7 separate regions of the Mus musculus genome follow, and regions 1, 2, 3, 4, 5 and 7 are each linked to region 6. Evidence: chromatin contacts called from public HiChIP or PLAC-seq and promoter capture Hi-C data. All regions are on one chromosome and are shown on one strand. The core of a region is the stretch at or near the end of the contact, and the rest is flanking DNA. Distances in the headings are between cores, read along the strand shown. Region 1 overlaps Mpdz (multiple PDZ domain crumbs cell polarity complex component). Region 2 holds the start of Mpdz (multiple PDZ domain crumbs cell polarity complex component). Region 3 overlaps Mpdz (multiple PDZ domain crumbs cell polarity complex component). Region 4 holds the start of Ccdc171 (coiled-coil domain containing 171). Region 5 overlaps Mpdz (multiple PDZ domain crumbs cell polarity complex component). Region 6 holds the start of Nfib (nuclear factor I/B). Region 7 overlaps Mpdz (multiple PDZ domain crumbs cell polarity complex component).

Evidence for each region. Promoter capture Hi-C pulls out the DNA fragments that hold promoters and counts their contacts. HiChIP or PLAC-seq counts read pairs in DNA pulled down with a chosen protein or histone mark.
Region 1: a promoter capture Hi-C map of hippocampal neurons shows a contact between it and region 6, with 9 times the contacts expected there. The contact joins the enhancer-like site here to the promoter of Nfib in region 6. A contact is called at or near these places in 5 of 39 promoter capture datasets (the 3T3-L1 cell line, the C10 cell line, hippocampal neurons and 1 more) and 6 of 115 datasets of contacts at active chromatin or transcription factors (astrocytes, cardiomyocytes, craniofacial prominence and 2 more).
Region 2: a contact with region 6 is called in an H3K4me3 HiChIP or PLAC-seq map of craniofacial prominence, with 7 times the contacts expected there. The contact joins the promoter of Mpdz here to the promoter of Nfib in region 6. A contact is called at or near these places in 12 of 39 promoter capture datasets (the C10 cell line, cranial neural crest, embryonic stem cells and 7 more), 1 of 484 Hi-C or Micro-C datasets (the HL-1 cell line), 14 of 115 datasets of contacts at active chromatin or transcription factors (the NIH/3T3 cell line, VIP interneurons, astrocytes and 8 more) and 1 of 9 other capture datasets (embryonic stem cells).
Region 3: a contact with region 6 is called in a promoter capture Hi-C map of hippocampal neurons, with 8 times the contacts expected there. The contact joins the enhancer-like site here to the promoter of Nfib in region 6. A contact is called at or near these places in 7 of 39 promoter capture datasets (the 3T3-L1 cell line, the HPC-7 cell line, frontonasal cranial neural crest and 3 more), 5 of 115 datasets of contacts at active chromatin or transcription factors (the NIH/3T3 cell line, forebrain, neural progenitor cells and 1 more) and 1 of 9 other capture datasets (embryonic stem cells).
Region 4: a contact with region 6 is called in a promoter capture Hi-C map of embryonic stem cells, with 3 times the contacts expected there. The contact joins the promoter of Ccdc171 here to the promoter of Nfib in region 6. A contact is called at or near these places in 2 of 39 promoter capture datasets (embryonic stem cells and stem cell-derived epiblast-like cells), 1 of 484 Hi-C or Micro-C datasets (embryonic stem cells) and 2 of 115 datasets of contacts at active chromatin or transcription factors (both in embryonic stem cells).
Region 5: a contact with region 6 is called in an H3K27ac HiChIP or PLAC-seq map of VIP interneurons, with 5 times the contacts expected there. The contact joins the enhancer-like site here to the promoter of Nfib in region 6. A contact is called at or near these places in 7 of 39 promoter capture datasets (the 3T3-L1 cell line, the C10 cell line, the SN4741 cell line and 4 more) and 8 of 115 datasets of contacts at active chromatin or transcription factors (VIP interneurons, astrocytes, cardiomyocytes and 5 more).
Region 7: a promoter capture Hi-C map of stem cell-derived epiblast-like cells shows a contact between it and region 6, with 3 times the contacts expected there. The contact joins the enhancer-like site here to the promoter of Nfib in region 6. A contact is called at or near these places in 5 of 39 promoter capture datasets (the 3T3-L1 cell line, cranial neural crest, liver and 2 more) and 6 of 115 datasets of contacts at active chromatin or transcription factors (VIP interneurons, astrocytes, cardiomyocytes and 3 more).

The regions. Positions count from the first base shown.
Region 1 is chr4:81,416,575-81,420,054 of GRCm38.p6, forward strand. Mpdz (multiple PDZ domain crumbs cell polarity complex component) reads right to left here. Exons shown (of 47, transcript NM_010820.3): 3 at 2,298-2,464. Among named protein-coding and RNA genes, the nearest start is that of Mpdz, 24 kb to the right of the region's middle. Within about 2 kb of position 2,102, at least 11 of the 459 cell types and tissues checked have an H3K27ac peak or open chromatin away from gene starts, as enhancers often do. A contact at or near this core is called in hippocampal neurons, where this site is marked.
Region 2 is chr4:81,441,524-81,444,924 of GRCm38.p6, forward strand. It overlaps Mpdz (multiple PDZ domain crumbs cell polarity complex component), which reads right to left and starts at 1,292. Exons shown (of 47, transcript NM_010820.3): 1 at 1,113-1,292.
Region 3 is chr4:81,362,407-81,365,908 of GRCm38.p6, forward strand. Mpdz (multiple PDZ domain crumbs cell polarity complex component) reads right to left here. Exons shown (of 47, transcript NM_010820.3): 14 at 1,588-1,734; 15 at 620-784. Among named protein-coding and RNA genes, the nearest start is that of Gm25803, 26 kb to the left of the region's middle. Within about 2 kb of position 1,280, at least 3 of the 459 cell types and tissues checked have an H3K27ac peak or open chromatin away from gene starts, as enhancers often do. A contact at or near this core is called in hippocampal neurons, where this site is marked.
Region 4 is chr4:83,524,112-83,527,965 of GRCm38.p6, forward strand. It overlaps Ccdc171 (coiled-coil domain containing 171), which reads left to right and starts at 1,434. Exons shown (of 26, transcript NM_001355378.1): 1 at 1,434-1,659. Gm25899 (a small nuclear RNA gene) reads right to left here and starts at 3,657; the gene lies at 3,517-3,657.
Region 5 is chr4:81,331,493-81,335,044 of GRCm38.p6, forward strand. The region is part of intron 22 of Mpdz (multiple PDZ domain crumbs cell polarity complex component); the gene reads right to left. Among named protein-coding and RNA genes, the nearest start is that of Gm25803, 5.1 kb to the right of the region's middle. Within about 2 kb of position 1,644, at least 48 of the 459 cell types and tissues checked have an H3K27ac peak or open chromatin away from gene starts, as enhancers often do. A contact at or near this core is called in VIP interneurons, embryonic limb bud, forebrain and 1 more, where this site is marked.
Region 6 is chr4:82,503,708-82,507,296 of GRCm38.p6, forward strand. Nfib (nuclear factor I/B) reads right to left here and starts at 2,072. Exons shown (of 12, transcript NM_001113209.2): 1 at 1,024-2,072. The coding sequence starts at 1,053.
Region 7 is chr4:81,398,334-81,401,802 of GRCm38.p6, forward strand. The region is part of intron 3 of Mpdz (multiple PDZ domain crumbs cell polarity complex component); the gene reads right to left. Among named protein-coding and RNA genes, the nearest start is that of Mpdz, 43 kb to the right of the region's middle. Within about 2 kb of position 1,653, at least 3 of the 459 cell types and tissues checked have an H3K27ac peak or open chromatin away from gene starts, as enhancers often do. A contact at or near this core is called in stem cell-derived epiblast-like cells, where this site is marked.

The sequences.
Region 1 (3,480 bases), core at 852-3,351, 1.1 Mb before region 6:
TCTAAGACATGGCAGCAGGATTCAAGGACCTAACAAATTAATCTTGAAAATATAGTGTTAGAATGTAATATCAGAATCCAGCTGCTGCTCAGAAAACCGTCCTCTATAACAGCTCCCACCTTTCACAGATGCCAACATACTGAGTCCTACTTAACTGACTTCCTGGTGCCATGAGCTTTCCACCCAAGAAGCAGAGTTATAGCAAAGGAGGTTTTGGTGGACACACATCCTGCTCCTGCCCCCTCCCCTGCATCCTGCCTGGAAAGTTATGAGCCTCATATGTCCTAAGAAACATCCCCTATCCTCATAAAGGTGTAGGAAAGGCCACTTATATCCTGATTTCCTCTCTTCAGAGTCCCATTATGTTATTTATTTCTGGTGCAAAGGCCTAGTTCAGGCCTTCTCAGAGATCTGGCCATGCTGTTGCTTGTTGGTCTGTCTAGAGTTAAATAAATCTTACATCCTCATGAAACAATCTCTATCTCAGTGCCCTCTATAGCATCAGAGACATTCCCTACCAGTGATAGAAATCACAATAGGCTATATTTTGTGAAGCTCCTTACAATACTCAGTAGCTATCTCAGTAGGCTTCATGTGAACCATTTAAGCCCACAAGGCCCTAGAGTTAGATTCTATTTCTACTTGAAAGCAGCAGAACCAGGACAACCTGTAGGCCATCTGTGTTCTTTCACTGGACACAGAGGACACAAGCCCTCTTCCCTGCAGAAGGCTGCCTAACAGGCAATGATCTAGCTACTTTGCTTGACTACTAGTGTATTTTAACATACTTGGCATATGACTTAATTTTCCTGTCATTACAACTACATGTTCACAAGATGCACAAAGAAGACTTCTGGTCACTTTTGAAAAAACATAATTTGATAATATTTATTATAAAACATAATTGCTAACATAATATGGTAATATTTATGTTTATATTCTAGACACTGGTTTCTCCAAAAGGTTGTTAGTCCATCATTATTAAAATCCAGTCTTTCCAGTAACTTACCAAGAAAAGAAACACACATACATACAACAAAAACTCACTTTTAAATTCACAACCATGGCTTTTTAAATAATTAAGATGAAACTAGCTACAGAAAAATGACTTGAGGGTGTGTGTGTGCGCCTGCACAGCCTACTTGCAGGTGTCTATGCGTGTGAGATCCATTTGTTTCTCTCCCCCAGTACCACCATACCAGCTTGCAGTTGTTCATGTGTTTGTTTGTTCATAGAGGGTTCTGGGGATGGGGACACTGTTGACTATGCTGTCTCCTCAGCCCAATAGATAAATATTTCTGAAGATTCTTCTTTTTATTTATGGGGAATTACAAAAGCACACGGGAATCTGGGTTAAGGCTGGAAGACACAAAGCAAGCTTCTCTACTATCTGTTGGCATCTGGAATATCCGTCCCACTAGAAATGCTCATTCACTGAATTATGAAACTAGTTTTTAAGTTTCATTTTTACCCTTTTAAGGCAGAATATTTGCTAGCAAGTCATCCATAACCATTAAATTAATTATAAAAACATGAGAACATAATTAAATTAACTTCAAACCTTGAGAGGATAAGAACTGTTTTAAAAAACGTTTTTAAAACCTGCGAAATGGTGATTAAATTAAGTAAGTTCAAAGAACATCTGACTTTGGTTTTCATTCTGTCATGTGATATGCTTTCAGTTTTAATATAAATGTTCAAACTTTTTAATGTTCATAATTTTTCAGGGAATAAAACATGGTGTTACATTTAGAAATCCTAATGTTTATCGCCATCTGATGCTGTCATGGAAGCAAGTGCTACTTGCACACTCTTAAGAAGTGAGAATTGCAGCTCCTCTAGCTGATGACAATGTAATTATCCTCTCACTGTCAAAACAGAGGTGACTTCCCTTCTTCACACACATGATTAAACATACAAATTCATGCTACTCTCAAATTCTGTAGCTGTACTGAACGTCGGAATCTGAGTGAGCAGGATTACATGAACAACGGGGCCTAGTGATAGTGAAAACCAAGGGTGCAGCCACCCAGCCCAAACACTCTCAGCAGCCTTCCTCCTGCAGGAGCTCATGTCTAAGCATCCACACAAGCTTTCAACATAATGTCATACCATCCGCAACAACAGGGACAAAAATAACCAGCAGGGAATAGGCACTGCGAGCCTGAATGTCTGTTGGTTTAAATGACTTCATTATTTATTAACGCAGAGAGAAGTCAGCCTGTGGAAAAGCATGAGCCTTTCCTTACAAGATCTTTGCTACACCGTGATGGCCTCTGTGGGTGATGCCATCCTACCTGGTCTTTTAGCTGCTGTAGTGAAGTCTGAAGGTTCAAGATCTGACTGAAGAGTGGACTCTGCAGGACAGACTTCAGGAGACTCAGTTTGTCTTCATTTGCAACATCCCCGCGTTCTTTCAGCTTGCTTTGCAAGCGCTCTGCTGCCTGCAGGGCCCGATTTTTGTCTATTCCAAAGAGATTTTTTTCTATTATCAGTCAATAACAGAATTCAAAAGACTCGTGAAACCTATGAAGACCCTTACACCTTTAGAAACCTTAAAATAATCTCCCAAAGTGCACAGCATTGTCACATGGGAACTGAGTATGAAGCAATTTAAAAAGTACATATTTTTAATTCAGTATAATGACACTCTTTTAAGACTTTAAATACTTTTTTCTCAAAATTAAATAACATATTTACATATGCTTCAAAACAACCCAGCTGCTTGATTAGATTTAGGACCTAAAGGAAGACTAAAATCTATCACTATACATATTTAAGTTTCTTACAGTGAAGTTCATTTAAAAGCAGGAACAGGGTATAGTATATGCTTAAGCAAACAGTTGTAAAGCCCCAGAAACTGATGCAAACGATGTGTCACTGAGCTTGGCGCCAGATGTTTCCAGCCCCGTGAAAACAGCATAAAGCCTTGCATGGCCTTAAAAATCTAATCTCTTCTTTTTTAAAAAGATAAACAAACTTGTATTTATGTATAATAAAATTGATAATTAACCCATTAGTAAGTGGATGTGGCTGTGAGTGATGAATTACATCCAAAGTACAATAATTCCATGTATTAAAAACTTAAGTATTCTACACTAGATAATTTCAGAATCCTAGATAATGGACATTTCAAGGTACTATTTCAACCCTTGGAATATTTTACCCTAAAATTAAACAGCATATTTATAAATGCTTTAAACCAATAACTCAGATGACGGCTAGACATCTTATGAAAGTGAGCATGTTGACTATGCTCTGATAGGCCTACCACCTTACATACATGCTTCTACAGTCAATTTCAACACATTTCTGAATTATAAAAACACAGGTTCTTATACTTTAGAAGCCAATTTTGGGTTTTTTTTTCAAATGGAGATTCTTCAAATATGTTCTAGTACAGTCATGATGACAGCATAAACATCTACTGCATGTACATTGTATGCAATATTACATGTATATGACAGTAATCAGAAAAGA
Region 2 (3,401 bases), core at 42-2,541, 1.1 Mb before region 6:
CAGTAGATCATTTTCTGGGTGACAGAATTTGGAGCACCCTAAAAACAAACTTAACTCCCTCACCAAACCACCATCAGGGTTCTGTGGTAAAATTAGAACGTGGTAAAGGAAGAAAGAAAACCAGAAGAAACTAGAAGAATCCAAGGAAGAAAGGAATGCATGAAAGACACAGCACACATATGCACTATTATCAATATGCTGAAAAAAAGTCCCATCAATTTTTGCTTATTTTTTTTAAATGGGGTGAGGAAGATAAGACAAATTACAGAGCCTTCCTCTATCCATAATAGCCCAGGTGCACTTTTCCAAAACTTTATATTAGAACTTGAAATTAAAAGCGTTCAAAGTTTAGTTTTATTAAAGTTTTAAATGTAATTGCTATTCTGGATTCTATCAGCCTCTAAATCCGTAATAAACTACATTGGATAATTTGATCGTTGTAAAATCTTCATCATCTCTTAACAAGTTCTACATGCAAAAACCTCCCAAACCCCTAGGACCAATCCCCCCCACACACCCTGTTCCCAGATCATTAATTTATGAAGGGCATCCTAAACGAGGGTCTATGGACACACAAAGGTGATGTCAACTGCACAGCTGTCCTACAGCACAGGATGAGGTGGCCTGGGCTCAGTTCTCAGATTCATCCCCTCAGGACACTAAAACAATACTGAGAGGAGTTTTCCCTCTGGCTGGTGAAGTCGCGGTCCTCTTATCTGATGCTAGAAGGAAACCCCAACCTTCGCCCGCAGGCCTGCGTATCCTCGGCGTCCTCCCCCCGCAGAGCAGCCCCCTCGCGCCCGCCCCGGCTGCCACCGCCCCCTCCTCCTCCTCCTCCCCGCCGCCAATGACCCGGGAAGGAACTGCCCAGTCCCCGAGTCCCTGGAGAATAAATAGCAGCCCAGAGAGCACCATCGCGCCCCACGAAGCAGGGCTCAGACACAAAGCGCCTCCCGCACGCTCCCCCACCCCCACCAGGCCCGGGCCCTCCCGCACTCCCCGGGCCCGCGCACAGCAACAGGCGCGCAGGCCGCGCGGAGAGCACGGCGGGGAGCGCGCAGCCCGGGAAACTTCCAGAGTCCCGGGGGCAGGGCTCGGGCGGGGCCGCTTACCGGGCTCGGCGGCCTGGCGGGGATTCCCGGGGTGGGCAAAGCGCTCGGCTCCTCTCCGCTGTAGTCGCGGCCCTCGGAGCGCCGTGTGGCGCGAACGCTCACGCGTGGCCGGAGAACCGGAGCCCGCGGCCGGCCAGCCTTGCTGCGCGCGGACCAGCCTCCCGGAGGCCGCGGGGCTGCGGGAAGCCGTGACGCCGGCGGGGCGCGCTGGCCAATCAGGGGCGCGGCCCAGCCGCCGCCGAGATGGAACGACCGGCGCACGGGCCCGGGCCCGCGTGGGTGACGGACAAGCGCGAAGGCGGCGGGGCGTGGGGCAGGCTCCTAAATGTGACTTCCAAAGGAAGTGCCCTTTTTTTAAGTATAGCGTTTCACACATATTGACGCGAGAAATACTTGCACTCCAGTGTTGCTGATATTTTATCAAAAACTTGAATTGGGCTAGGAATGTAGTTTTTGTGTTTTATGCTCCCGGCCCCTGCATTGGTAGTCTCTAGTTGCAGTTCTCCTAGTTCTTGGTGAGGACTGCCCTCTGCATTCGTGGCCTCTTGAGAAACGAGGTGGTCAAGGGAAGTCCTTTTTTGAGAAGTTACTTAGCACATCAAGATGCGTTCTTAGCCTGGTGAGACAATAAAAAGAAAAAAAGCAGCAAACTCCTCCGGGAAAGTGCTCAGAGTTGTCTGCTACTGGGAATTGGGGTGGGAGGGAATGCCCCTTTTCTGTTTTGTGACTTTTACAATTGTCTTTCTGTTGACCTCAGCTCTGGAGTCCCACAGTCTATCCCCAACCCCACACCCATTAAAGAAAATACAGCTCGCTCGCTCTTTTTTCTAAGTCTAATATTAGAGTGAACAATTTAAAACTCTCAGACTTTAAAATACAAGAATTGCGTTGTAATTTTATTTTGTCTAATAAAAAGCGATTTGCGTTTCTCTAACATTTACTAAATATTAAAGGAGGAAGCACGTGAAATGCACAAGAATGAAAGTGTTACCGTTCAATGAAAATTTTTGCTTGCTAATGTGAGTTGATTAAAGTGGATTCAGTGTCTTGGGTGGAGACAACACAGGGCCCAAACCTTCAATTCCCTTGGTTCCGCAAATATGAATCAGCATAGATTTGACATGCAGGAAAATGTGAACTCTGACTGGATGTCTTCAGAATGTGTGGATATGAGTCAGTTCTAGGATTTTTGAAAATGAAGATGTAGTTCGTCTGAGGGACATTTCATCCCATCTTCTCTTCCTCCCACAGTGCATTTGTGGGAATCTGTTCTATCAGGCGTCCCATCTTAAAACCAAACACAAAGGTAAAGAGAAGGGGCTAGGGTTAGGGGTAGGGATGGAGAGGATCTATCCACAGTTCTGTCTCTACCCAGTGTGTTCTTGATCACAGCTGCGCAAGAGACCCTTACTTCTGGGCCTGTCACTGCTCTGACAGTTGTCTTGGTAAGGGCCTTCTACTGCCTAAACTCATGGGGTGTATTTCTCATCTCATAGTTTGTACTGGCTGGTTTTGTGTGTCAACTTGACACAAGCTGAAGTTATCACAGTGAAAGGAGCCTCCCTTGAGGAAATGACTCCATGAGATCCAGCTGTAAGGCATTTATTTTCTCAATTAGTAATCAAGTGGGGAGGACCCATTGTGGGTGGTGTCATCCCTGGGCTGGTAATCCTGGGTTCTATACGAAAGCAAGCTGAGCAATCCAGGGGAAGCAAGCCAGTAAGTATCATGCCTCCATGCCCTCTGCATCAGCTCCTGCTTCCTGACCTGCTTGAGTTCCAGTCCTGACTTCCTTTGGTCATGAACAGCAAAGTCTAAACTGAATAAATCCTTTCCACTACAACTTGCTCCTTGGTCATGATGTTTTGTGCAGGAATCGAAACCGTGACTAAGACATAGTTTATGTTTTCTCATGCATTCACAGAGGCTGTAGAGACTCCTAAGCAAGAGCTAGACTTCGAAGCTTCCTTGTTTTCAAGTAGATCTGCAGGTCCTGGGGCATCCCTGTCTTTGCCATCTTTGAATACTGGAGGTCCTCAAGGTTCAGTTATGAATCTTCTTTCTGTTTTAAATGTACCTTTAAATCCATTTTCACTTCCACCTTCTCATCGAATGGCCAAGAATGTGCAAATTTGTATGTTCAGTTCAAGCATTTCCATATATTCAAGCATTTATTGAATATATCCATTTGCCTGGCTCTAACCTGGCTTTCCCAAAAGGGAATCTTAAGGGCTCTCTTCAAGTCTGGCCATTCATATATATTTCAGTGGCCATTACTTCTACAACTTA
Region 3 (3,502 bases), core at 30-2,529, 1.1 Mb before region 6:
CATAGAGTATTATTTGATGTGAATTGTGAGTTAACTTATGATCTACACTAAAATGTACAAATGAATTAAAACCCAAACAAACACTAAAACACATCTTTCTATATTTTAACTATTAAATGGTTAACTACAAACCAGAGGTGGCAGGGTGGGTAAATAAAGATATGCTTTTCCGTCTGTATACGACTTGCATACTTCTGCCAATTGGGGTTGAGCTAGTTAATGGAGGCACTCCAAATACACATGGTGCGTGGTACCTCATGTCAAGTGCAAGGCATGCAGTTGGGAGGACCTACTGTCAAGTTCACAGTGTGCAGTGTTATCTGTTGTAACTGTTTTCACCTACAGAGAGACTGTCCATGAGATGGGCAGCATCCTAACCTACATTTTACAGAAGACAAAAACAACAACTGAGGTTTAGAAAGGAGAGGTGCTTTGTTCAGGGTAAGCATCAATTCTGACTGAACTCAAGCCCAAGCTGTTTGGGTTCTAGATCTATAAGCATAGACTCTTAAAAAAAATCAAGTCTTGCAGAAAATAAAAATACCTTAACATTCTAACAGTGTTAAGCATCAAATTAGCCTTCCTTCTGTGAGTTCAAGATCATTTATGTCCAGCCTACCTTTTCTGTGAGTTCAAGATCATTTATGTCCAGGCTATCCATTTCTGATAGGGCAATGGGTGGCACAGTCCGACGGCAGCATACCATTGTCACATCTATAGGCAACTCTTTTAAAATATTGACCACATCTTGATGGTTTTCCCCAAGCAAATTTATACCATTCACCTGCAGAAAGGCAGGTCCGCACAAAATAAGTTTTAAACTACAAAGGTCTGTGTGTGAGGGAGCACCATTTTCCCACAACATACATTTCTTTATGGTAGTGGCTGTGGCTCTGCCTTGCCGAGACCTGCAGTTAGACCTGTGCAAGCACTTCCAAACAGGACCTGAACTTGAGCTCAGAGTCTCGCTGTACCTAGAGCTTCTCAAGTACCATGGTAAAACCCTCAGCTTCTCTCTAGGTTTCATCTGTGAATGTAGGGTAGGGAGAGAGAATACAAATATTCCTAGTAGATGCAGGAGAGAAGGCTACAAAGAATTAGCATTTAATGATTTTACTAAGAAAGACTAGAAATGGCATATATAGTATGGTAAAATGTTTTTAAAACTGGGAACATTTTTTTTCTCTGCATTTAAAAAAACATTGACAGATTGCAGAGAAACAAATACCAGTAGATAGCTACTGAGCGACAAGAATTGAGTGAGTGGGGACAGACAGGATGCGTTTTGCTGTTTGTCGTTATTCTCTATGGAAGCATATGAAGGTGTCGACTATTCTAAGAACTGAATATATACTTGAAAAATAGTCATGGAAGTTTCATAGTCTCTGAAGGCTAAAACAGCATAAAACACAACAGAACAAAAACCACCAAAAGAGAACACGGGGAACTGGATCTGCAAGTTGGAATACACACACAGCTTTGGCATCTCTGCTTTGGACTGACTTTATGATATATTCATCACTATTAATTCTCCAGCAGCCTTTCCCAACTTGCATCAGTAGAAAGAAGGAAATCAGAATTTCTTACTTCCAAGAGCTCATCTCCACTGAAGAGCTTCCCGCTGTGTCCCACAGGGCCTTCTGGTAGCACAGACCGGATGAAGTGGTGGCCCACAGTTGCCTCCAGACTTATTCCCAGCCCACTATTCTCACTAAACTTGCTCACATGAGCCACCTGAAATGAGAAAAATTGTCACAACTCTAACATTTTTCTGTTTTTTTTTTCTAGTCATATAAATATTAAGTTCATCCAAAAAAAAGTCAAAAAACTTTTTTAAAAGTCTTATTGTAGTGCTACCAGTGAAAGATACTTATGTCAAATGGCTTCAAAGACCAAGAGTAAAGGGATATGTCTAGCCTCAAGCACCTGAGAGCATTCTCCGAAAAAATTCCTATAGACCTGAGCACAGCTAACAGCCTGGAGACTGCATACCTGGGACTTGCTGCTATGCACACCATGGGGTGCCATGTGTCATTTCCCACAAATAATAACTTTACCAAACAAGACCTCTCACATCTTAAGGTGGTGGGTGAAAGGTCAGTATGAGAGTGAAGTCACCAGACTCTGAGCTGTGATGCTGAGAAGCATTCTTCTCAACCCTGAAAACCCAAATAGAGCTCAATTACTCTAAGAAAAGGCCAGGCTCCCACTGAAGTCGCCAGCTATCTCTGCTCCACACCCCCTCTATAATTCTATTAATGCTGCCAAGTACACAGTAGGCAAGGAGAAGGCGGGACTACACCCATTTACCAGAGCACAGATCACAAATGATGTGGTCCTGTCGTGCAGCACGCTTCTGCTCTTAGGAGAGGACAGGAAATATGCAGACAACAGGTACACAAGGGGCCTTTCGGGTTCAGGATTGGTTCTGATATAGATGAAATGGCTTGTGGAGGGCCCACCTCTCATTCAATTACCCCCTAAACAGCAAATGATGCTGTCCATACCAGTCACATTAATCCCACCCATGAAGTCAGTGCTAAATGAAGTGCTCTTCAACTGTTCCTACTGTATTCCTCTCCAACTTAAGAGTTAAGATGCTCCTGGCTGTACTTACTCATTTCTGATTTGATGTTAATTACCTTGAGTTTTTACAAACAAGTACTGCTATGAAAATGAAGTGCAACATTGACAACACTACTTAGCAGTGAAAGTCAGAGATACCTGTAATATATATCATCTATTTTCTTTTACCTCTTCTAACCTAGAGGCATAAAGGAATTATTATAAATATGAAAAATTATACTGAATGTAGTGTTTTACTTTTGCTTTTGATTTTCCTGACATTTCAATGACGTGAGTCAACTTTGCTACCTTTTATAATAGCAAATAAATAACCAACACTGCCATAAGTGATATGAAAGCCAGGCAGAATCACTGTATCACAAAAGCAAAATGAATAGGAATGACAAAGGCAATGCTGGGTGGAGCATGGTGCACACCTGTATGTGCAGCACTAGGGAAAGGAAAGTAGAGGGGTCAGGAATGCGTGGTCCTTTGTCTATGCAGAGAACCTGAGGCCAACCTGGGCTACGTGATGCCTTGCCTGAAGTGACTCTTTTTAACATGGAAAGAAGGAAGGTAGATGAGGAAAGAGGGAGGGAGGAGGAAAAGCCTACAGCTCAGTCATAGCTCAAGGCAAGCTTTAACTTATTTGAAGTAAGGTGTCACTCTATGCTGGTTCTTTCTATAAACCACATGTGTAGAATCAGGAAACCCTTTCCTGTGTGAACAGTACTTCCACCACTCTCAGAAATACTGAGGCATGATGACAAACTTGCAAACCATGTATTTCTGTCCCTTAGCAACATGACAGCTTCGAGAAACTCCGACCTCTGACCTCTCCCCAGGCCTCTTCTCAATGAGTATCATTATTTTCCCCAAGAATTTCCTGCACAGACACAGGTCCAAGTGATGAAACAGGAAGAGCAAGCCAACCTAC
Region 4 (3,854 bases), core at 184-2,683, 1.0 Mb after region 6:
CCTAAAACACGATGAGCTGATGTGTGTGTGTGGCCCATGATTTGTAACCCCAGTGTTCCGGAGGCTATGGCAGGGGATCCAGAATTTGGGGCCTGATTGGGCTACATAGGGAATTAAAAAACCCCACCCAGACAAAACCAAGAAAGCAAAACAACAACAAAATCACTTCCCTCCAAACAAAAATCTTTCAAATAACAAAACTAAGCCGTATACAATTTAAAAAAAAACTCTCATCTTCCAGGACTGTCAGGCCACACAGAGAAACCCATGGTGGTGGTGAATGTAATCTTATTTATTGTAATTCTCCATTTGATTCCTAAGTAGAGAGGGCTACTTTTGTTTCCTTCAGTTTGTTTTCGAAGCAGTTATCTCTTCTGGCTAAAGCCTTAAGAAGCAAGGAAAACCTTTTAAAAACCAAACAACTGACCTCAAACCAATTAAAGTTTCTCAGCAGTGCAAGAACCAAAGTTTTAATCTATTTGCTCTTAGGACTGTTAACTTTCCAGAGCGAGAGCAGGCGAGAACCCCAACACCTGGTTCAGGCTGATTACAACCAACCCCGGACAAGTTTAGCATAAAAGGCTCATTTTGTATGAACACTTGTGGAAAGAAGGTAGTGGCGGCAGGGATAAAAACCTTTCATCAAAATCCTGCCATTTCGCATTGTTCTTTAGGGAATAGGCTTTCAAAAGCCAAGGAACAAAAGAGGATTTGCTTTTCCAATCCTCTGAAGCGGCTACAGGGCGAACCAAAGCTCTTTATAAATTGTGGGCGAGGAGGGGGAGGGGCTGAAATCTAGCAGAGATGGAGCTCAAGGCGAGGCTCCAAGGCCTTATTTGCCAATGAATCCGGTTCTGCATTATTTGTAATCAAAGACGCTCAGCAGCATCAGAGCACCGACCTACATTCTATCCACCCAAGCCAAAATACAAAAGAAATCGATGGGAGGAGGAGACTGCAGGAGGAGGGCGCTGAGAGTCTGCCACCTGTGCCGAAGCCCAGGCACTCTCCCTGGGGACCCTGGCATCGGCCGCGGTCCTAGCGGGTTTCTCGGGCCGAGAGCCAGCTAAGAAGACGTTTACAGAGCAGGAACAGGCTGCTGCCCTTTTCCGAGGCTGGAAATGTGCACGCCACTCGGTTGCGGGAGTTCTGAAACAAGGAGAAGGCACAGCATGCCGGCGCTGGAGCGCGCATGGGGTGGAACGCGGCCCCGAGCCACCCGTGTGCTTTGCGCACGCGTACCCCACCCCTGGCGCATGCGCAATATACCCCGCCTGCCGCGGGAGCGCGCGCGGTTGCGGGCCGGCGCTTCTCTTCCAGCGCGAGCCCGCGTTCTCTGAGTACGCGCGTATCCTGGAGCTGGGGCTCGGGCGGCGGGCGGGACGCTGGGGACGCGGAGGCGAGGGGCGGGCCTGCCGGGGCGGGGCCAGGGAGGCGGAGAAAGTCGCGGCTGCCCAGAGCCTCGTCGCGTGTTCCGGGCCCCCGGAAGTGGCCGTTGTAAACTTCACCTCGTAGACTTTCTCCATCCTGGCCCTAGAGTCCATCGGCTTTCCCCAGTTGTCACTCTTTCTCCTGAGAGTTGCCTGACCTCCCACTCACCCCGAGACCTGAAGCTGCCTGGGGGTCGTGGGTGTGCAGGCTGGACCACGCGAGTCCGAGGTAACTGCGGGCTGTGGGTGCAATGGTGACTGGCGCCCGGGACCGGGAGGTGCTGAGAGGAGACTGGGCTTGCAGAGAGGACCCGGCTGAGGGCTGCTAGCTGGTGCTGACACGCCTCCAGCTCAGCCTCCAGCCTCCAGCCTCCAGCTCAATGGCCAGGGCTCTCCGCCCACCTTGAGGAAGCCGAGCATCTTCGCTGTACTCCGAGGACCGGTGGGGACTAGAGTCCTCGGAGCTCTTTGGGATCAGTACCCAAGGATCACTTTTTTTTTTTTCGTGTTTTACCTTCATTTTATTTAAATGCCTACCACACTTTAGGCACCCTACAAACGTTTGATAAGCAAAACAATGAGTTATGCAACTTCTGCCTACCACCCACCTTGGGACTTAGAAAAGTCAGCTGTGAGTTTAAAGCTGAATTTTGCGTACAAGCACACACCCCCCCCCCTTTGACTTTTTAATCATTTACGATATTCATATTAATCAAATACATAACTTAGAGACGATATCAAACAGCTTCTAAGATTTTGCACGTTGATGTTTTATACTTTTCCTAGTATTGGAGAAATGAAACTACCGTTTTGTTATTTGTATTTATCAGTGCTTAGTAACGACCAAACTGTGATAGAGCCGGAAATGCAATCCTTTCCAGTTAAAGGCAGAGGAATGCAGGCAGTGCAGCGGGATTCTAGGGAAAGTGAAGGCGGCTGTTTTAGCTTGGAGCTTGTGTGTAAATCCTGGCTCAGCCATTTATTAGCTGTGACAGGCAAATCACCTGTCGCCTGGACCTTAGGTTCTTTATGTCAAATAAGCAGAGTGGGCTTAGTCTTTCAGGCTCCGTTTACTTTTTGTTTGTTTGAGTTTCTTTGTCTTAGGCGTGTTTTATGGACAGAATCACACATCTCCTTCACCTCTCTTCTTTTTTCAGAGATGGGATGAAAGGTGGTTGAGACTGAACAAGAATCATGGGCACAAAAGTGTTCTGCTATTTGAGCTGCACTCAGCTCTGAAGTGCCCCCTTGCCAAATGAACCGTGTAACTGCTGATAGTCCCACACAGGTGTCACGACTAATGAATGCAAAGCTGCATAGACAAAAAAAAAAAAAAAAAAAAAGTGGATTTAGTGTTAGGGAATCAAGCCCTTTCCTCTCGATGAGTAAAGAAAAAAAAAAATAGCATTTGGTTAGACACCCAAACTGAGAAGGTAGTGGAAGTGCTGTGACACAGGTTGCATTCCTTTCATCTTTAAACAAGAGCGGAAAGGGTCGAGGGGCTGACTTAAATAGTTGATGAAACCTGATGCTTGTTGGTGAGTTGGTGTTCATCAGTTTAAAGGGGCGGGGGTGGGGTGGGGGTGGGCAGGAGAAGCTAGGCTGTGCGCCCAGAGAGGCATAGGCGGTTCCAGATAAGCATGTTTTCTTGGTACAGAATCATTAGAAGTCATCAAGATGTGAGTATGACTTTTAATTCTTGTAGTGAGTATCTTGGTACAAATCATTCAATCTCTGGGAAACCCAGTTTTCCCGTCTGTGAAATGGGCAAATAGTCTCTGGAGATTAAGGGATGGATGGTGGGATCAAGCATGCGTAGTTAGTTGCGTGTGTGGCACATAGTAAGTGTTCCATACTGGGCCCTGACTCTTCATCCAGCCCCTTTCTCTCTGAGCTGTGTGACTGAGAGGTGAGCATGCGGCGAAGGGACAGAAGAGGGCTTGAAGGGTAGGAAAACTCGTGCTAAGATGGCCAATGAGTCGGAAAAGGCTGGGGTGATGCACCCACTTTGCTTTTGCAAAATGTGGGGTAAAATTTGTTCTTTAAGGAAAGTTTTTTTTTTTCCTTTTTTTTCCTTTTTATTCAGTCTCAGTAGAGACTGTCAAAAATTGCCAATGCCGACTTTATTTCAAGTCATCATGGCAGGGTATTGGGAAAAGTTTTCAATTAGCAATAATTGCGCCTCGGATAAACCTCATGGACTACAATACAGCCAATTCGCAAAGCTAAGGAAAGTTTTCTTCAAGTGTGGTTTAATTATTTAATTATTTATTTATTTATTTTTTACCTTGCTTGAGTTGTCTGTCTTTTTTATGGTTCTGGGAAAAGAACTTGGATATTTCCCTATTCAGGGACTTGTATTATCCCTAACTGCTTCTTCTCTTCTCTTCTCTTCTCTTCTCTTCTCTTCTCTTCTTCTCTCTT
Region 5 (3,552 bases), core at 394-2,893, 1.2 Mb before region 6:
GTATACAACATGTTCAATATAGCAATCACAGAGACTCTTAAAATAGAATACATCCACTAAGATGAGTTCAAAAGATCCTGACATTGAGTCAGAGGCATTCAGTCTTTCATGTCTTCTACGTGCAACTTCATGGGTTTGAGGTGCTCTGAGGCAAGACAACACTGCTGAACCTTGAATGTTTCAACCACAAGCATGTCATCATTTATTAGGCAGTCATTAGCAACATGCCACCAGACAGTGAGGCAGGCAGGATTCTCTCAGAACACAGCTGGCTGCAGTACAGGAGCCCACCAAAAAAACCCACTCAACCCCCCAGGAATCTCCTTGAGACAATTCTACCTCCAGGACCAAACTTTGAGCAGAAAAGAGTGGTTATAGAAATTTCACTAGGCACAGTGAAAGCATTTCTTTCACTGGCCCAGCTTAATGTATTCATTTATTAAAACAAACAAACAAACAAACAAACAAGTAAAACCTTTAATGTGTTACAAAAATACTGAATAGTAGATTTGCTGTTATCCACTCAAATTTCATGAGTCAAACCATGTAATTATATATTTCTATATAATACTAAAATATAAAAATGAATATAAAATCTAAAATGGTAACAGGATTTTAGAAAACATAATTTTTGAAAGATCTTTAGAAAAACTAAATTTGAGAGAACTCATATTAATCAACCCTTGAGTTAAAACCAAGAGAAAATATATAGACAAGGTATGTCAGGAATGCAATAATACTAATAAAAAGCCTCGCCTGATTTATTAGGATCTTGAAGCCCTGACCAGGATCCAGGAGTTGTTCTGTACTTGCTGATTTACTTCCATCAGAGGATAATAAATGAAGGCTTTATAAATATTTGTTTGATATTTTGTTGGCCAGGGAAAAGAACAGAGAAAGTCGCTTCCATGGTATTTGTCCCAACCAACATTGACAGTGGTCATCAGAAGAGGTGTCCCACAATGCAACAGCACATGCAGGGCAGTTGCAGCCCATGGCCAATCACACAGCCCATAGAAGCTCCGTATGAGGCAGAACCCGCCAAGGCTGAATGACAAGCTGCAGAAGCACAGGGAAGCAGATTATCTGGGAACTGCATCAAAACCTTCTATGTAATCTAACCTCTGGTTACACACGCAGTGGAAGAAAAGAGATTCGCTTTAGTGATGCTGACATGTGATAACAGCTGCTAATCCAGGGGTCACGCCTGAACATGCACACAGAATCAGTCTCACAAAGGAGCCTGGAAGCTTAGTGGCTGACAAAAAAAGGATTTCCAAATGAGTTTACAACCATTATTGCAATGCGAAAATGTAGCAACTGCATAGCTCTGCTGGAAATGACATTCTTATAAATGAAGAAAACAGCCAAACTGTACACACTGAATCTGATCTGGATCTGGGATGTTACAAAAGCATGAAATGGTTTTCACAGACAAGTTGTAACACACCACCATAATGAGCTTTTGAGTCACCAATACTCACACATAAAAGGGGGCCCGATCGTCAGCAGGTGCTGCAGAGAATCTAGAATGGGAAGCATACGCCGCAGCGTCTTTTTACAATGGTGTTAACAAATGTCAATGTCTTATGCTGAATGTGAGACGCATACATATGTAGTTAAAAGTGGGTGCTCCTGGATATTTCCCCCTCTCCACCTCCCTCGCATCTACACCTCCCCCAGAAAAGCATCTGCTCTTTCCTGGCGTCTATAGCGGTGATTATTAACAAGCCTGGAAAAATGTAACTGCAATCAATCTTTTATTCCTTGATCAGGAATTCATCCCACACGTTGGGTTAAGGCAGGTGAATTCTGATTCAGCTCAGTAATTATCTGGCAGATGTTATAAGCAGCTGCTGCTAAGCACAAAACCCTGGCTATTATTACAGTAATATGTACTAGCTCCTGGCAAGGTACAGTGAAAAGGAACAGAGTGCATTCTGTTGAGGGCTCACATCTGGCTTTGCACAGGAAACAAGGAGGCCTGGAACTTAACTGGCTGTTCTTGAACTCTGCAGACTCAATCCATCCCTTAGGCATGCACGAATACACACAACCTTCCCAGCTGTCTATCCTGAATGGCAGAGAAAGGAGCACACACACATACTGTCTCAACAAGCAATCCCTTCCCTATGGCCAATCAGTTCCGTAGCTGAGTCAGAATCTGTGAGGATTTTTTTAATAGCTTCCAGCGCTCCCCATTAATAAGCAATATAGGAAAAGTGACTGGATAGAACTTAGAGCCAAGCCATAAGTACACAGCTGAATGGGTCAGGGCTGGTGGTATGGTTTTACTCAGAATAAAGGTATAGCTGCACTTCCCTCTGGAAGAATGACAACAGTGACCTCAGGGCAATTCTAAACCTCTGCTTTATGAAATGGAAGTGACAGAAAGGGGAAATGGCCAAAAATACTTCAGAGAAAACCCAGAACACATTGCTCAGCAGCCCCACTAAATGTGGTTTATATAATGTGTTCTGCTTCTGAAAAAAAGACTGGGAAAATAAACTAAATTCCAACCATCTTCTCAGTAAGTCCATTTACAGCTACCTGAATCAGCATGAGTGGGCCTTTAAGAAAAACTGGTGTTTTTTATGTGTATGCTGGTGTGTGTGTGTGTGTAAAAGACTTACTCTCATGTGCATAGAGACTATTATATCTGTATGAAAGACTGTCATGGATATGTGAGAAAGACTGACTAGTATGTGTATATGAAAGACTGATATGTGTATGTGTAAAACTGACTAGTGCACAACAAATAGTGATTTTGTTTGTATGTGTATGAGAAAGACAAACTATGACTGGTTAATTTTAGAAGAAGGCAGCTTTTTCTTCCCTCTGTTTTACATGTCAATGTCACAATGTGCTTTGACTTATGAGATGTGATAGCCATGCTTAGCAAGTTAGCCCTCTAGTTATCTTTCAGAGTTATAAGGCAATTGATCCTCTCTCGGGGTTTGGGGTTTCTGGCTTGATTGACAAGTGAAGAGGAAAAGTAGAGACACAATACAAATGATTCAGGAATATGAGAAGAGATGTTCTGACTTTAGGTCCACTCAAACCTTCTCTGGCATTAACTCCATGCAGGACCTACACTCTGGAGACACTGCTGAATTTCTGCAGTTATTGCTGGGGATGGGGTATGGAAGCTGATGCTTCAAGTGCCCAACAGACTGGGTGAACAACAACTGAGTGTTCAATCACCAGGCCATCTGCATTTCATAACACACCCAATCGTGTAAGCTAAATATCCTGCCACAAACTATTTCCATGTGATCTGTTCCTTTGGGCAAAAGGAGGGCTGGCCACAAGCAAGAAGAAATGAACTGAAAAGCTGTTCCATTTGTGAAGTACAAGGAAGAAATTTTAAAATGATGTTCCCCTGTACTCTTATTAAAAGATAATTAAGAAATATCTCTATGATCTGAAGATCTGGTCTACTACAGAGTCAAAATGGCATGTGGGCTACGACAGTGTGCGTGACGTTTCTACCTGAGCAACAGCCTTTCTGTGTCTGACAGCAGGAGTCACTCACAACAGACACGCTCACTG
Region 6 (3,589 bases), core at 822-3,321:
AATCTAGACTCATACTCTTAAAAGTTGGAAGTAAACTGTCCCATAACTTTCAAGGTTGAATTAACTGCTGTAAATTAACAGTTCTGGACTAGGCTGTTTAAGCTATCATCAGTTGGTGAGTTCGTCGGGCATCCATGAAAGGATGAAAGCGCCCCAGGTAAGTCTCTAGATCTGACCACTTCTTCATTTTACCATCTGACTGAAGGGATAGAAACTAGTTTGGGTTTTTAGGTATAAAGACAGTGTTTTACCTCCTAACGTTGTTCCTTAAGGCAAATTTCCAAGTTAAAAAAAAAAATCTCACTTTTCTGATACTACTTTATGCCTTGCGAGCGATGTTCAAATATCATCAAATGAACAAGTCTCACTTTTAAAACAAACGTGTCCTAAAAGTCCTAAAAATTCACCACAAACACTTCAACTTCTTGTCAGCGTAAAAGATCGCCTCTGAAGTGAGGTCTTTAAAAACCCGAAATGTGGGTCACTGTAGAACAGGACTTTAGGCACCCCAAAACGCAAAGTAATAAGTCCTCTGGACCACCACCTAGACTGGCGGCGTCACCCGCCCACTGTGGGCAGCAGAGTCCAAAGGCGCTCAAGCCTAGTTCTCAGCCCCTTGCCCAAGAGTCCATCTACAGACGCTCCCAAGCCGGAGTCCGCCCCACGCGCACCGGCCAGGGAGTGAGGGTGCCGCCGCGGCCACCACCGCCGCCGCTGCCTTCGCCGCAATCTCCTTAGGGGCGGACAGGGGCTCACGGCCGCAGGTCTCGGCCCTGCCCACCCCCAGCAGCCTCGCCCGCCCGGTGCCGGCTCTCCCCGCTCGGGCGCTGGGATGGGCGCACACGGCAGCCGTGGTCCCACGCCGCCCGCACAGCCCACCGCAACTCCGCACTACTTCTCGGGGAAGACCAGGGTGTGCCAAGGTTAGGCAAAGCCTTTGAGGGTCTGCAGCACAAGAGCAAGAAGACACAACAAAGGCGTCTGGGGCCAGAGAAAGCTCGAGAAAGCGACCAAGATAAGTACCTGAGTGAGACAGATGGGAGAATACATCATGACTTCGCCTTAAAACGCACTTTCCCGGAGATGCCCAAGAAAATCTTCCAGAAGCAAGGATTTCATCTATTCATTTTACAGTCATCTGAGCCCAGCGATGCGATCAATCAGGACGGGGCACTGCGCCGGTTCACCGCAACTTCGCAACAAACCCAGTCCTCCTTAAATAGCCAAAGATTCAAGTTCACTCGGCGAGCTAGATTTCCCGGGGTGAAATCCAATCTACACTTTTAACCCTCTTGCGGTTCGCGCGCGCCGGCCGAGCTCTCCGAGGCTGCCGCCGCTGGTGCAGGCTGCTGGTCGCCTGGTTTAGGGGATTTGTTTTCTGTTTTGCAGTTGTTGTTGTTGTTGTTTGTTGTTGGGGGTTGGGGTGCGCGAGGGTTCGGTGTGGGTTGGATTGGGGTGATGGTGGGTGGTGAAATGTTTTTTTTAAAAAAAGGCGGGGAGGGGGGCGCAGGAGGCCAGGCGGTGGGGAAAGCGAGGAGAATGTGTCACCGCGCTGGTAAAGTTCAAGGTTACCGCCGCCAACACTGCAGCAGGATCCGGGAGTGGCGATCGCAGGCGAAACTTTGCTGCGAGCCGACCACGTGTGTGCGCGAGGGGGAGCGCAAGCGAGTGCGCGCGGGTGGCGGGGCGCGCGCAGGAGAGGGCCGGGTGGGGGTGGGGGTGGGGGGGAGCAGGGAGAGGCCGGGGTGAGGGAGGGGGCGCAGGCGCGGAGCTCCCGGGCGGAAAAGCCTTTGCTGCGCTCCTGCCCCGCCGCACCGCCGCCCGCCCGCTTCGCCCCGGGTCTGACCCGCCGCGCGTGGACTCCGCTGCCGGTGCCGCTGGCCACAGCCCACGGAAAGGATCGGAAGGACCTCCTGAAAAAAATCCCAAACGATCGATCCCGCTTGGCTGCAAACTCCTCTTTTCTGTCCTGGGCTCTATTCCCCCTCCCTCTCTCGCTTTCTTTCCTTGAAAAACTTGCAAGTTGAAAGATTCACCGGTTCCACCCTCTGGACCCCGCTCGAGCTCTCTCCAAATCAGACTTAAGGATTGTTTTATTATTTAATTACACAATCACCGCTTTACTCCTCCTCCTCCTGCAAACGCGCGTTCCTTTTGCACCAGCCTCTCCACACCCCCCGCCCCCCACCTTCCTCCTCCTCCCGCGCGCCTCCCCCAGCCCTCGCGTCTCTCCCCCTCATTTGTTAAAGGTATCAGACCGGTGCCACAGTATTGGGACTTTTCTTTTCTTTTCTTTTCTTTTTTCTTTTTTCAAAAATAGCTCTTCTCTCTGCCACTCTTCGTTTACCCCCGAAAACCCGCCCAGGGAGAGGTTATTTCACTGCTCGCTGCAGACGCTCAAGACGCGAGAACATCCTAAGGGGAGAAGCCCTGAACCGGCCTGGGCCCAAGAAAGAAACGAATGGAAAATTCCCTCACACCCAGGCCGCCCCGAGCCGGGGCTAGGGCGCCGACTCTAGCACCCCAGGCGGCTGGAGGGAGAGGGAGGGTGGAGGCGGGGGCCAGAGTGAACTTGGCCTCCTGGAGTTGCAGCGGACGGGCGCGGAGCCCGGGGCGCGGCGGGCAGCCCAGCCCGGAGCTCGCACTGGCGATCGGAGAGGGGCGCCGGGGTCCCCAGGGTCCCCCGAGCCTCGCCGCAGCGGCCCGCCCTCCCCCGGCGCCCGGTGCACGTGGCCGCGCTCGGAGCGGGAAGGCCGCGCCACCGCTCGCCCCTCCTCTCCTCCTCCTCCTGCCGCGCTGGCCGCGTCCCAATCCCCACCCCCAGAGCCCGGGGCGCCGGCGGAAAGCGGCTCCCTTCCCGCGGGGGTGCGGGCAGGGCGGGGCCGCGGCGCGCCCGAGGCTGCGGGGCGGGAGCGCGCGGGGTGCGTGTGCGGCTGCGGGTCTCCCCGGCGGCTCCCGCCGGCTCCCCGCCCCGCCCCCCGCCGAGTGAATGAACTTGATTCCCGGGACCCTGGAGGCGACCGGCCAGCACCCCCTTTCGCGCGGGCACTCTCTCCCACACACACCGCCCCCCAAATTCCGGGTTTCCGCTAGGGGTGGGTGGGGAAATGGAGGAATCAAAGGCTGCCCCAGACAATGGAGAAAGAAAAGTGAGCGCCCGGGGCTCCATGTCGCCCTAGCTTGGGGCCGCCGAGCGTTTCCAGGCCCCCCGCGGCCTCCCGCTCCCACCCCGCGTCCTGGACTTTCCCCCCCTCAACTTTCTCCAGTCCTCGCACTCCTGACCACCGTGCCCTCCCCCAGCGGACCTGAAAGAACCAGTGACTTTTTCCTTCCCCAAGTGGAAGTTACCCACATCAAGCATTTCACAACGACACATCAAGAAAAGTAGGCAGGTTCAAGTCAACCATGAAATGGTCACTTTTTAACCCCGTCCTGTCCTCATTAGGGAAATGCTCAAACACAGTCCGTTTTCAAAAAGCGCTCTTAATGAGGCGAGCTTGCCAAGTCTACCAGCTGCAGCCCCTGTAAACCAAGAGCCTGGTGAAGAAAGGCGCAGGGGGTGGGGAGGCGGGGAGGGCGGCGGGTCTAG
Region 7 (3,469 bases), core at 403-2,902, 1.1 Mb before region 6:
ATTAGCAAGATTTTGCTGAAAGGACCCTGATATCGCTGTCTCTTGTGAGACTACGCTGTGGCCTAGCAAACACATAAGTGGATGTTCACAGTCAGCTATTGGATGGATCACAGGGCCACCAATGGAGGAGCTAGAGAAAGTACCCAAGGAGCTAAAGGGATCTGCAACCCTATAGGTGGAACAACATTATGAACTAACCAGTACCCCGGAGCTCTTGACTCTAGCTGCATATGTATCAAAAGATGGCCTAGTCGGCCATCACTGGAAAGAGAGGCCCATTGAACTTGCAAACTTTATATGTCCCAGTACAGGGGAACGCCAGGGCCAAAAAGTGGGAGTGGGTGGGTAGGGGAGTTGGGGGGGAGGATATGGGGGATTTTTGGGATAGCATTGGAAATGTAAATGAGGAAAATACCTAATTAAAAAAAAATACCACCTAATTAACACTATTTGCTGTTTTAGATACACAGGAATTTTCCACAGTAAAACATGGCTGCATTTGAATCAGCTCTGCATTAAGCTTAAATAGTGCCTTCTTAATCAAAGAACATAAGAATTTAGTTCACTTAATGCCTATGTATTTATTTTTTAGTTAATGAACAAACATCTAAAGGTATTACTCTACAAAAGTGTAGTATTTGAACTTTCTACAGTAAACAAACCCATAATAAATAAAATAAAAAAAAAAACACTCCTAACTTCTGCACAATGTGCATTAGAATTTCAAAAGACACCACAGACATTTTCATCTTAGCCAGCTCTATGCTCTGTCTTAAAATTATTCCTGACATAAGAAAAATATTTATCCATTTTCAGAAACAACACACACTGGTAAGAACTGCATTCTGGTTTTAGGTAACTCTGTTAATGTGATCATGACATATTTTTTTCTTTTCTATCCTCCAAAACCCAAAAGAAAAGTCTGAACTTAACTAGACAGTCCAAGGAAGTGGGAGTCATTTTGCTTTAACTAGTCCACAGCCTACAGATGGAGAATAGCCACTTCTGCACAAATTAGAATTAAGGAAAGGGGAAAACTTGTTAGGCAATGAAATAAAGTTGGGGACATAAGCATTTACACTTTTTAAGAGAAACATCACAAAACAGAATCTTTCAATTAAAAGTCAAATTAAGTAGTAAAATGTGCAGGTACCAAGCTAGTGAAATGTTTAGTAGGTAAAGCTGCTTGCTATACAAATATGACAACTAAACAGAGTTTGATCCCCAGAACCCACACAAAGGGAGGAGAGGACCAACTCCACAAAGTGGTTCTCTGACCTTTGTATATACGCATATGCCACACAAAAACATATATATATATATATATATATATACCCTCTTGCCACACAAAAACAAATGTGGGTGTGCACGTGTGTGTGTGTGTGTGTGCATGTGTGTGTGTGTGTGTGTGTGTGTGTGTGTGTGTGTGTGTGTGTGTGTGTGTGTGTGTGTGTCAGCCTGGCAAGGTGGTTAAGAAACTGACTCTCCGAAGCGATCTTAAGACTTCTGGTGAGTGGAACACAGCATCTGCTCCAATCCAATCGCACGGGACTTGAGACTGAATTAGTCAGGGAAGCAAAAACCCGGTCTGAGTAGGGGCACAAGCCCCTGTCGGTCCGAGCAGCACAGAGGTAGCTAGGGCGCACAGTCGGGTGACTACCACCAGCTACCCACAACACCCGCCAAGGGATCTTAAGAATTCTGAGGATTGGGATCTGCCCAGCACAGGAGCACTTTGCCTGAGCATCTGCAGGAGACATCTCTGTTCCGGGACCCCGCCTAGTGTATCCTGCACAGACAGCTGGCCATTTTCCCGGACAGAGGATAGGGATCTGCCCGGCATGGGAGCATTTTGCCTGAGCAACAGCAGCAGACATCTTGGTTCCGGGACCCTGCCGAGTATACCCTGCACAGAGAATCATGGTTCCAGGACCCCGCCAAGTGTATCCTGCACAGCTCCAGAGAATACCAGATGGCGAAAGGCAAGCATAAGAATCCTACTAACAGAAACCAAGACCACTCACCATCATCAGAACGCAGCACTCCCACGCCACCTAGCCCTGGGCACCCCAACACAACCGAAAAGCTAGACCCGGATTTAAAAGCATATCTCATGATGATGGTAGAGGACATCAAGAAGGACTTTAATAACTCACTTAAAGAAATACAGGAGAACACTGCTAAAGAGTTATAAGTCCTTAAAGAAAAGCAGGAAAACACAACAAAACAGGTAGAAGTCCTTATAGAAAAACAAGAAAACACAAACAAACAGGTGATGGAAATGAACAAAACCATACTAGACCTAAAAAGGGAAGTAGACACAATAAAGAAAACCCAAAGTGAGGCAACGCTGGAGATAGAAACCCTAGGAAAGAAATCTGGAACCATAGATGCCAGCATCAGCAACAGAATACAAGAGATGGAAGAGAGAATCTCAGGTGCAGAAGATTCCATAGAGAACATCTGCACAACAATCAAAGATAATACAAAACATAAAAAGATCCTAACTCAAAACATCCAGGAAATCCAGGACACAATGAGAAGACCAAACCTACGGATAATAGGAGTTGATGAGAATGAAGATTTTCAACTTAAAGGGCCAGCAAATATATTCAGCAAAATTATAGAAGAAAACTTCCCAAACCTAAAGAATGACATGCCCATGAACATACAAGAAGCCTACAGAACTCCAAATAGACTGGACCAGAAAAGAAATTCCTCCCGACACATAATAATCAGAACAACAAATGCACTAAATAAAGAGAGAATATTAAAAGCAGTAAGGGAGAAAGGTCAAGTAACATATAAAGGCAAACCTATCAGAATTACACCAGACTTTTCACCAGAGACTATGAAAGCCAGAAGAGCCTGGACAGATGTTATACAGACACTAAGAGAACACAAATGCCAGCCCAGGCTACTATACCCGGCCAAACTCTCAATTACCATAGATGAAGAAACCAAAGTATTCCACGACAAAACCAAATTCACACATTATCTTTCCATGAATCCAGCCCTTCAAAGGATAATAACAGAAAAGAAGCAATACAAGGACGGAAATCACGCCCTAGAACAAGCAAGAAAGTAATCCCTCAACAAACCAAAAAGAAGACGGCCACAAGAACAGAATGCCAACTCTAACAACAAAAATAAAAGGAAGCAACAATTACTTTTCCTTAATATCTCTCAATATCAATGGACTCAATTACCCAATAAAAAGACATAGACTAACAGACTGGCTACACAAACAGGACCCAACATTCTGCTGCTTACAGGAAACCCATCTCAGGGAAAAAGACAGACACTACCTCAGAGTGAAAGGCTGGAAAACAATTTTCCAAGCAAATGGTCTGAAGAAACAAGCTGGAGTAGCCATTCTAATATCGGATAAAATCAACTTCCAAAACAAAGTTATCAAAAAAGACAAGGAGGGACACTTCATACTCATCAAAGGTAAAATCCTCCAAGA